Linked DNA regions of Sus scrofa: region 1 is linked to region 2. The links are chromatin contacts, called in public promoter capture Hi-C maps. All regions are on one chromosome and are shown on one strand. Each heading gives the region's core, a stretch centred on a gene start, on an enhancer-like site or on the middle of the called end of the contact. The rest is flanking DNA. Distances are from core to core; before and after follow the strand shown.

Evidence for each region. Promoter capture Hi-C pulls out the DNA fragments that hold promoters and counts their contacts.
Region 1: a contact with region 2 is called in a promoter capture Hi-C map of liver, with 6 times the contacts expected there. The contact joins two enhancer-like sites. A contact is called at or near these places in 3 of 5 promoter capture datasets (fetal liver, fetal skeletal muscle and liver) and 1 of 47 Hi-C or Micro-C datasets (embryonic fibroblasts).

Annotation. Positions count from the first base shown.
Region 1 is chr18:55,284,506-55,288,911 of Sscrofa11.1, forward strand. No RefSeq gene overlaps it. Among named protein-coding and RNA genes, the nearest start is that of VPS41, 6.9 kb to the right of the region's middle. Within about 2 kb of position 3,111, at least 13 of the 83 cell types and tissues checked have an H3K27ac peak or open chromatin away from gene starts, as enhancers often do. A contact at or near this core is called in liver, where this site is marked.
Region 2 is chr18:54,752,907-54,757,480 of Sscrofa11.1, forward strand. It overlaps POU6F2 (POU domain, class 6, transcription factor 2), which reads right to left. Exons shown (of 10, transcript XM_021079083.1): 9 at 423-591. Among named protein-coding and RNA genes, the nearest start is that of YAE1D1, 92 kb to the left of the region's middle. Within about 2 kb of position 3,020, at least 13 of the 83 cell types and tissues checked have an H3K27ac peak or open chromatin away from gene starts, as enhancers often do. A contact at or near this core is called in liver, where this site is marked.

The sequences.
Region 1 (4,406 bases), core at 1,861-4,360, 530 kb after region 2:
TGCTGGGGCTGTGGTGTAGGCCGGCAGCTGTAGCTCCGATTTGACCCCTAGCCTGGGAACCTCCATATGCCACAGATGTGGCCCTACAAAGCAAAAAAAAAAAAGATTGACAAACAAAACTCCTCAGCTCAGGTCCTGTGTGGTCCTCGCCTGAATGGATCCAGGAAGTGCCCCGGGCGCGGGTGTGGATCTTGCTCACGGGATCAGACGCAGAACTGGGTGACCGCTTCCTCAGGGCCTCTCCCCACGTCCTCCCGTTGTCCCCTCACTTCTCACCCACCTCAGCCCAGGTGTCCCTTACTCACCTTACAGGCAGAAAGCTTTTTATCTTATGCATCGCATCTCCCTCGGGCTCTCCTAGAAAAATGCAAAGCCAAGGCTCTGCATTTCTGCTGTGTCACTCCTTTTTCTGAGGATTTGCATAAAGGATGCAAAGCTGAGCGGTTGGGAGAAAGGGGTGGAAGGACTGGTGGGGGATGACATGCAAATTAACACTTCAGAGCCTCTTAAAATTGATTATCTTGCCACATAAACCAGCGAACAACCCCTTTCTCCATAGATTAGGAAGGGAGGCGGGAGGCGGCCTTTATGAATCCTTCCCACGTGGACACAGGCATATGCCTGCCCTCTCTGCGCTCAAGTATCAAGCCCTGTGTCCATCCGGTTTACCTTTCTATCCAGACTCTTCCACGGGGCAGGTGAGAACACTCGGTTCAAAACAGCCCAAAGAACGGGAAAACTTTACTACCTCGGAGACCTGAGCAACGCGAGAGGCAGCTCGAACTCCTCCCACCTCCATCCAGGTGCTGAAACACGGCCCGGGCGCGCTCTGCCTCTTGCCATCCCTCTGAGGACGGCGGCTTTGTTATTCTCTCAGGCTTTTCTGCAGCAAGATGAAGATGGCTGTCAACAACCCACACCCACGTCCTTGCAGCTCAGCGACCCCAGCAGGAAGAGGCCACATCCGCCACACTCTTTCCAGCAGAGGAGTTTTGAACCAGGCGCCTTGGCGTTAATATCCTTCCTTATCTGGAGGGATTGCTGTGTCCAGGAGGAAATGCGTTGTATTGGCCCAGCTTCGTTGCTCATCTCCGTGGCTGGAAGTGGTGAAGAAGCCTGTGTGATTAGGTCCCGCCAGGATCACCTGGAGATCAAAGGAAAGGGATGGGAAAATGTTCTAGAAAGTTAAAAACCAGAGATGCTCCAGTCTACTTTAGCTGCCTTGTTTTCTTACTGTCAAAAATTACAATCCGGGAGTTTCTGTCGTGGCACAGTGGAAACGAATCTGACTAGATCCCAGGTTCGATTCCTGGCCTTGCTTAGTGGGTCACGGATCCAGCATTGCCATGAGCTGTGGTGTAGGTCACAGACACAGCTCAGATCTGGCATTGCTGTGGCTGTGGTATAGGCCAGTGGCTGCATCTCTGATTAGACCCCTAGCCTGGGCACCTCCATATACGGCAGGTGCGGCCCTAAAAAGACAAAAAAAAAAATTATGATCCAGTCCTTTTCAAATTGCAAGGTTGTACCCCAATTGCAGATAATGAAATCAACATAATGGGGACCAGAATATTGTAGGGGAGAATAGCATAAGACTGGATAGAATGAAAAATTTCATGCTGTCAGTGTGACTCACATAAACAAAGGTATTCCTGCATGGAAATTTGGTTTCAGTTGTGTGGGTATGTGATGGATCTATCTAGGTCATGATGTAGCATGAGTTTCTTCCTGTGGGATACAGTAGGTAGAGAACAAAAGAAAATGAAACAAAATAAAACCCTTTAAGGCACAGTGAGTTGATATACCTAGCAATGAGATTTTCAAGCACACTCTTAATTTTCTGGAAGATGAAAATTAATTCTACTTTGAGAGTTCCCACTATGGAGCAGAGGGTTAAGGATCTGGCATGGGTTCAATCCTTGGTGCAGTGGGTTAAGGATCCAACGCTACCGTAGCTGTGGCATAGGTCACAGCTGCAGCTTGGGTTCAGTCCCTGGCCTAGGAATTTAAATATGCCATGGGTGCGGCCAAAATAAATAAACAAATCAATTCTACTTAGTACTTGGAAAGATTAAATATTCCCATTGAGAAAGCAAATTTTTTTCCATATTTAATGATTTAATGTCAATATATTTTTAAAGCCTTTGGTCATGAAAGCAATGAAACAAAAAAGTTTTATAGCTGTAGCAATAAGCGCCCACAAAAACAAACAAACAAAACAATAAGTGCCCACGACTTGAATGTTCTGGACTGGGTACTGCAAACTCGGAATCTCAGAAGCAGCCCACAGAGCTGGCTCTGAAACAGCACAAATGTATTTGTCAAATGCATCTTCCAAGGGTTACAGCAAATCATTTCCCAGGTATGAAATCACACTGAAAGTATACCAGGTCTGCAAAGACTATCACAGCTAACGTCTGAATATTTTCCTCAACGCTTCAGTTTAGCACAGAGGGAGCACCATAGATAATGTTTCCACATTGTGGGTCAGAGTGAAAACTTAGCAATACTTTACATCATTAGGAAGAGAAAAACCTGTCATTCACTTCAGTCTGTTTTTGGAAGAGGCAAGATTTCCAAGAATTATAAGATGAGAACTCAAAGGACAGAGAAATCCAATGCTGTGAGAGTGGATTGCACCCTATTCAGCAAGGGCTGTACTGCTCGCGTTTAAGTCCTAGTTGTTTAGTGCTTTATTCCTTTCCATAGACAAGCAGGAGCCTTATCTTCCAACCACAGGCCTTTTACCTGAGAGGAGATCTGTTCATTTGAACTCAAAGTATTCTCAGCACAAGAGGAATCCTCCAGGGCAATGGCCCGGAGGCTCTGGGCTGGCCGCCGGGCCAGTCGCCCTCAGGAGTATCTTGAACATTCTCTCGTGCACGGCCCCCGGCCCCCAGATCAGCCAGGAACGGACCCCAAAGCTAGTACACTGCTGACCTAGTCCCTGCACCGGGTAATTGAGCCAGTATCTTTGAGGGGCTGCGTATTACAGTTTCTCCTGAACTTGAAACTGCCTTTCAAAGGGATTTCCGGTCTGGTATTCAGCTCATCTACAGTTTATCTGAAATCTAGCACAGGAGCCTGTGGTAAAATCAGCTGGGGGCTGAAGTTCCGCTCACAGAAGGGTGGCACAGTCCTGCAGGCCACGAGGGGACCTAGAGGAGAGGTGAGAGTGCCGATTGTATCCAAAGGGCAGGGAATTGAGTCCTATTTTCATTCTGAGATTTGTTTCCTTAATCCCTAAGGGCTGGGAATGGGGACTGTTTCCCTGGTTACCAAAGCCCATTTACTAGAGCAAAGGCAAGGAGGATATGACAGAAAGATGGCCTAGAGGAGAAAGCCAGTTGTGAATGTGTGTGTGTGTGCGTGTGTGTCCATACCAGTTTAAAGAGTGAGTGATTTTATTTATTCATTTATTTACTTGTTTATTTTACTGTAAGCATCAGAAAACTAAATTTGTTTCAACAACAAAAATTATTCTGGGATAGCTCACAGAATCAGGAAATCTTTTGACCTCTTGCAGTCTTATTTCTAAAATTTCCGAGAAAGGGATGAAGAGCAATTAAATTATATCCAGCAAGTGGGAGGGCCTTGCAGGCACCACGTGGGTGGTGGGCGAGGTGCACGGGCGGCAGGGAGGAAAAGCCTAGGAGAGGGTGCTGGATAGACCGTCCAATCAGTGGCTACTGCGCCATGTCATGAACACTTCAAACAGGCTTTCTGTACCAACAGGCCTTCTCGACCACTGCAAAGAGTTCAGAGAGGGAGAAGGCCAGGGGCAGCCTTGGTAGAGGGAAGCCCTTCGTTTCTCTCAACCTACGGTAAGACATGATCTTCTTCTCCGTGGCAAATCGTGTCATAAAGATCTTTCCACTCACCTGCCAATGTCAGGTGTTGAAGCACAGCGAAAAGGAGGACGGCGAGTCTCCAGCGTGGATTTAAGTGGGGAAGGGGTAGGACCTGGCTTGTGGGAACAGCAAGGCTAGAGCATCCCCGTTAGAAGTGGGAACTACGGGAACCAGAGCGAGGCAAACGCATGAAAGGAGGACATTCTGGATGGCCTTGGGAGGTGGCTGGGGGGGGGGGTGTGCGGCAGGAGCGGTTCCTCCAGAACTTCCCAGGCATCTATATGCCAAAGAAGTTGGTGCTACATCAACTAGAGATGTCAGGCCTTGGGTTCTTGTGCTGCTACGTAAGCATGGCGGGGCTGGAGCAACTGCTTTTCTCCAGTAGCTGTCAAACCAGCTAGAAATGTCCCATGGGAATCTAACAAGGGCGACTGCAAGATGCAGGTCTGGCTTCGCGTTAGGCCACGATGCTACCTTACATGCTCGTTTTGGGAATGTCCTTCTTTCTCCTTGGCGGAGCTCTCTTTTTGAGGGGATATGTCTTCTCTAGTAATG
Region 2 (4,574 bases), core at 1,770-4,269:
TTTGTTGTTTTTTTTTTAAGGTGAGTTTGCTTGCACCAACCAGACAGCCATCCCTGAGCAGAAGTGGCGGGAGCATGAGCGCCAGCTGGGACTGGCAGCTTCACAGAGGCCACTCTCTAGAAGAGAGGCCCCGCATGGGACGGTGGGTCCAGGGGGAGGCCTCGGCCCAGGGCGGGGTATTTCCAGTGAAACCGCCTCGGAAGCTCTTTGCGAGTTGACAGGAGTTATCAAGCCAGGTCCCCAAGTCTGCTTGAGCAGCTCCATTTCTATCAGTATCAGCAGTGCCAGCACACAGCCACCCCGAACTCCGTTCCCACACTCTAACCCTCCAGCTTTGCCCACCCGAAGGAGAGAAGCCGGGCCGAGAGGACAAGGAGGCCCGGGCCGGCCCGGAGAGGTGACAGCATGCGGGCACGGGTTACCTGCAGATGGCCGACTGGCTGTACGCGGGGCCCTCGGTGGCACTGAGAGCCTGGCCCACCTGAGTCTGGGTCAGGCCAAGGGACAGGCGCCGGATTTTAAAAGCTTTGGCAAATTCTCGGATCTCCTCCAGATTAACCCCATCCACCTCACCCGCTGCCGTTTGAGGATCTGTGGAGATGTGTTTAAAAATAGGATCAATACGTCACCGCACATCTGGGTACGATGGGTTCATCCCGGTTGAGCAGAAAGTGGCTGCATTTATGACAGCCAAGCGGTGGGGCAGCCAGGGTCGAATGTTCCTTGTCTCCCCAGTGAGGCACACAGGCCCCCATCCTCAACTCATTACATGGCCACACGTCCTCCTTCGAGAGAGCTGTAGCCCAGATCAAGCCACCGCTAGCCCACGGTCCCCCTTCCACAAGGCGAGGGCGCCTTCCTTAGGGCCTGTAACCATCAACGGCCAGGCCCTGGCTCGGGGGACGGCGCTCCATTTTGCCCATAGACATGTTCCGATATCATGCAAAGATACCGAGATGGAGAGGTGTCCATTTGAAGTGTCTTAATCGGACTCTTTAGTGCTAAAAATCGTCCCTGAAAAAGGCAGTATTTTGCATTTTCCATCCCCGGTCACCACGGCACTGTTACACAGATGGTAACGTCGCCTGATTTCCTGTGTTCACATCAGCCCCTCGGAAGAGCCTGCTGATGAAGCTGCGAGAACACCGTTGTGGTTTGTTTCCCCCCAGTAGCAGTTTAGTGACACAGACAGCTTTGTCCCCTGAAAGGGCGCATGATAAAAAATGCCTACTGCAGGAAGGCTCCTTTGGTGCCAGATAACGCGGTCAATTTAGGACTTATCAAGGGAAATGACACAACAGCTGGAGAATGAACACCCCCGCCCCCCGCCACCCTGGCCCGGGCTCCTGATCTCTGGATACAAGAACGCCTGCTCCAGGCTGGAGACAACACGGCTGGCCGGGGATGGTGGCGACTTCCAAGTGCCCCTCCGTCCTGCCTGGAGTGAAGCCCTCTCCTGCGAGCTGACCCTGCCGTTTGTCCCTCATTCCTCCGACTTAGGTGAAAGGTTTTTCTCTTCCTCTCCCTACACAAGAACCCCCCACTTGCAGCCCATCCCACGACTTGTCTAAGGCGCTCCTGTTACCGTGAGAAGAACTAAACATCTGTCGCCCAATGGCCAGTTTCTCAAGGACTTTGAAACAAAGCTGTTCATATCAATGGGGGGCTTAGCGCTTATGTAGATTCTGTCATTACAGGGGAGAGGGGCTGCGTCACTGGCATCAGCCAGGGAGGGTACGCTGTGCTCTCCTCTCTCATTAAAACAGAGTCCTGTAGGACGTTCACACGCCACTAGGCCTAATCTCGCTGGGGGAAGACAGGTGCAAAGTGGGCGTAGCCACAGCGGTTCGTCCGTCCGTACTTCCCAGGCGACTCCTGGGAGTCCCAGCGAGTGCAGAGAAGGAGCAAGAGAAAGAGAAGAGGGTTCCAGCCTCTGTGGAGTTCGCTGCCTGCAGGCGGCTGGGGCCCAGCCTTACCAAGGAGACACGATGCGAGGAAAATACCAGGTCGAGGGTAGTCAGGACTGACCGCGGGGCACCCGCACTGGAATTTACAGCGGAGGCGAGGTGACGGGGAGGGTACATCTGTCTGGGATGTCTCTGGGACATGTCACTGGGAGGGCCCCGCCCAGCGGGCAGCTTTTAGAGAATACTCTGGTCGGTGGCAGCCGGGTGTGGGCGGGCACCGCTGCAGCGAGGCAAGCGGGGCTGTGGGGCCCTCGAGGGTTTGAGTAGCAGGAGGAGGGAGCTTGTGCTGGGAGTGGGGACTTTCGTTTAGGACATTGAGAATCTACGTCCATGGGCAGGGGCCGAGGGTGGCTATAAAACTGATTTGGCTGCTTTTTCTCCCCAAATTCACCCCAGAAAGCTGGCATCACTCTGTTAATGAGGATTTGTTTGGGTTCTGCCTGGTGGGTGATACCTTCTGGATTTTTTTTTTTTTTTTTTTTTGGCTGCACTGTTCCCAGGCTAGGGGTAGACCCTGAGCTGCAGCTGCCAGCCTGCACCACAGCTACAGCAATGCCACATCTGAGACGCTTCTGCCACCTACACCACAGCTCACAGCAACTCTGGATCCTTAACCCCTTGAGCAAGGCCAGGGATTGAACCCGAGTCCTCATGGACACTAGTTGGGTTCGTTACTGCTGAGCCGCAGTGGGAACTCCTGCCCTCTGGATCTTAATTCCCACCAGCAGAGCAGTCTGGGGCAGCTTGGAGGGTTTGCTAAGGATTCTGGGAAGTCACCTCCACGCACAGAGCAGCTCTGAGCCCCTTCTCCATTTCTTCATTTAAAAATTCCTGGAGTAGAAGTTGCAGATGAGCAGCTTGCAGAGAACACTCAGCTTTTCGAGTGCTTCAGTCTGGGAGAATTACTTGCCAACATTAAACCCTGGGAAATTTCCGGAGGACATTTGGGTTTCCTGTTTTGAAAGGCTAGAAGATTTGGCGGCCAGGGCCGCGTCTGCGCTTGGGCCCCGTCAGTGGGAAGTGGTCCCGGCTGCGCCTTCAGCTCCTCCTCCTCCTCCTCCTCCTCCTCCCCTCCCCTGCAGCCTCCTCAGTCCTGCCGCCTTGCCGAGCCCTTTCTGCTGATCCTGCCCGTGGAGCGTGCACCCCCCAGGGGGCGGGAGTGGGTTCGGAGGTGGCGGTAGGGAGGTGGAAACGCCTTCGGGCAGTGGTGGTTGTCTTCTGAAAGGGCAGGACGAGCACAAACGGGCCGACCCCGTGCTGGGACCGATGGGACCGCTTCCTGGGGCGGGGGCGGGCAACTCCGAAGAGCCCAAACGGGCTCCTTGTTGTGGGAGAAGGTCCTAAGGAGAGAGCAGCCCGGAAGCTCCGCTGTAGAACAGAGCGGGACACGTGGCACAGGACAGCGCAGGTAGGGGGCCTGGCCACTGTCCAAGAGAGAATGAGGACCCGGCCGGCCTGCGGCTTCAAAACCAAGAGTGGGAAGTGGAAGCCGGGGCATTTCCTTGTCACGGATGGTTTTTAGGACAGTGGTTTTCTTAGTGCAGGAGGTCTTGGAGTCACCGATGGGGCCTGGGAGGGCTGTTTTTAACAAGCACCGCAGGCCATTCCGATGCCTGTGGGGGAACCCCTGACCCCCCAGACAGGAGCTTTCTCTGTGGCTCTGGTCTGGTGGAGTTGGGGCGTGGCCTCCTTTGACCCTTCATTATCCACAGACCCTACCCGCTGTGTAGGCAGCTCTGCAGGCACCTTGGCTTTGCCCTCCCTCCACCGATCCCGTGATTTATGGCAAGTGGCAAGAGTCTGGGGGTCAGTGGGCTGGGGTGGCCAGTGGAATCTGGAGTTGGGGGGGAGGGTTTTTCTCTGAGCAGAACTAAGCAGGTCCTGTGGGGGGTACATTCGTTGCCTTGTGTCGGCCCCACCTCTAGACGAACATGAACTTGAGTTAGGCTGGAAGGACCTGCGAGGTCTGCTCTACTCCAGTCCTAATTTGGCAAAATGCAGAAGCCGGCGGGTTAGGCCTTGGGATGCAGCTTTGGGTGAGTCCATTCTATTTCTATCTTCCCTTCCCTGGCTGCCTTTATTGTTGTCTCCTTACTAGTTCCTCGAGACTAGCAGCTAAATCCATGTGTGTGATTTGTGCAGGATGCTTTTGGCCAGATCACTAATAATAACCAGAGTTGAAAAGAAAGCTGTGGGAGTTCCTGTCGTGGCGCAGCAGAAATGAATCTGACTAGGAACCATGAGGTTTCAGGCTCGATCCCTGGCCTCGCTCAGTGGGCTGAGGATCCAGCGTTGCTGTGAGCTGTTGTGTAGGTCACAGACTTGGCTCGGATCTGGCGTTGCTGTGGCTGTGGTGTAGGCTGGCAGCTGTAGCTCTGATTCAACCCCTAGCCTGGGAACCTCCATATGCTGCGGGAGTGGCCCTAAAAAGACAAAAAAAAAAAAGAAAAGAAAAGAAAGCCGTGGCCTCTCACGCCCTCGCACTGAGCAGCGTTGTGTGGATTATCAACAGTTTTACTCTAAAGCTGGGGAGGGGGGTTCCTGGCCCACTGAGCCCGTGGACTTCTGTGAGGCCCCAAGCAAACCCTCCTAACACCGGGAAGCTGA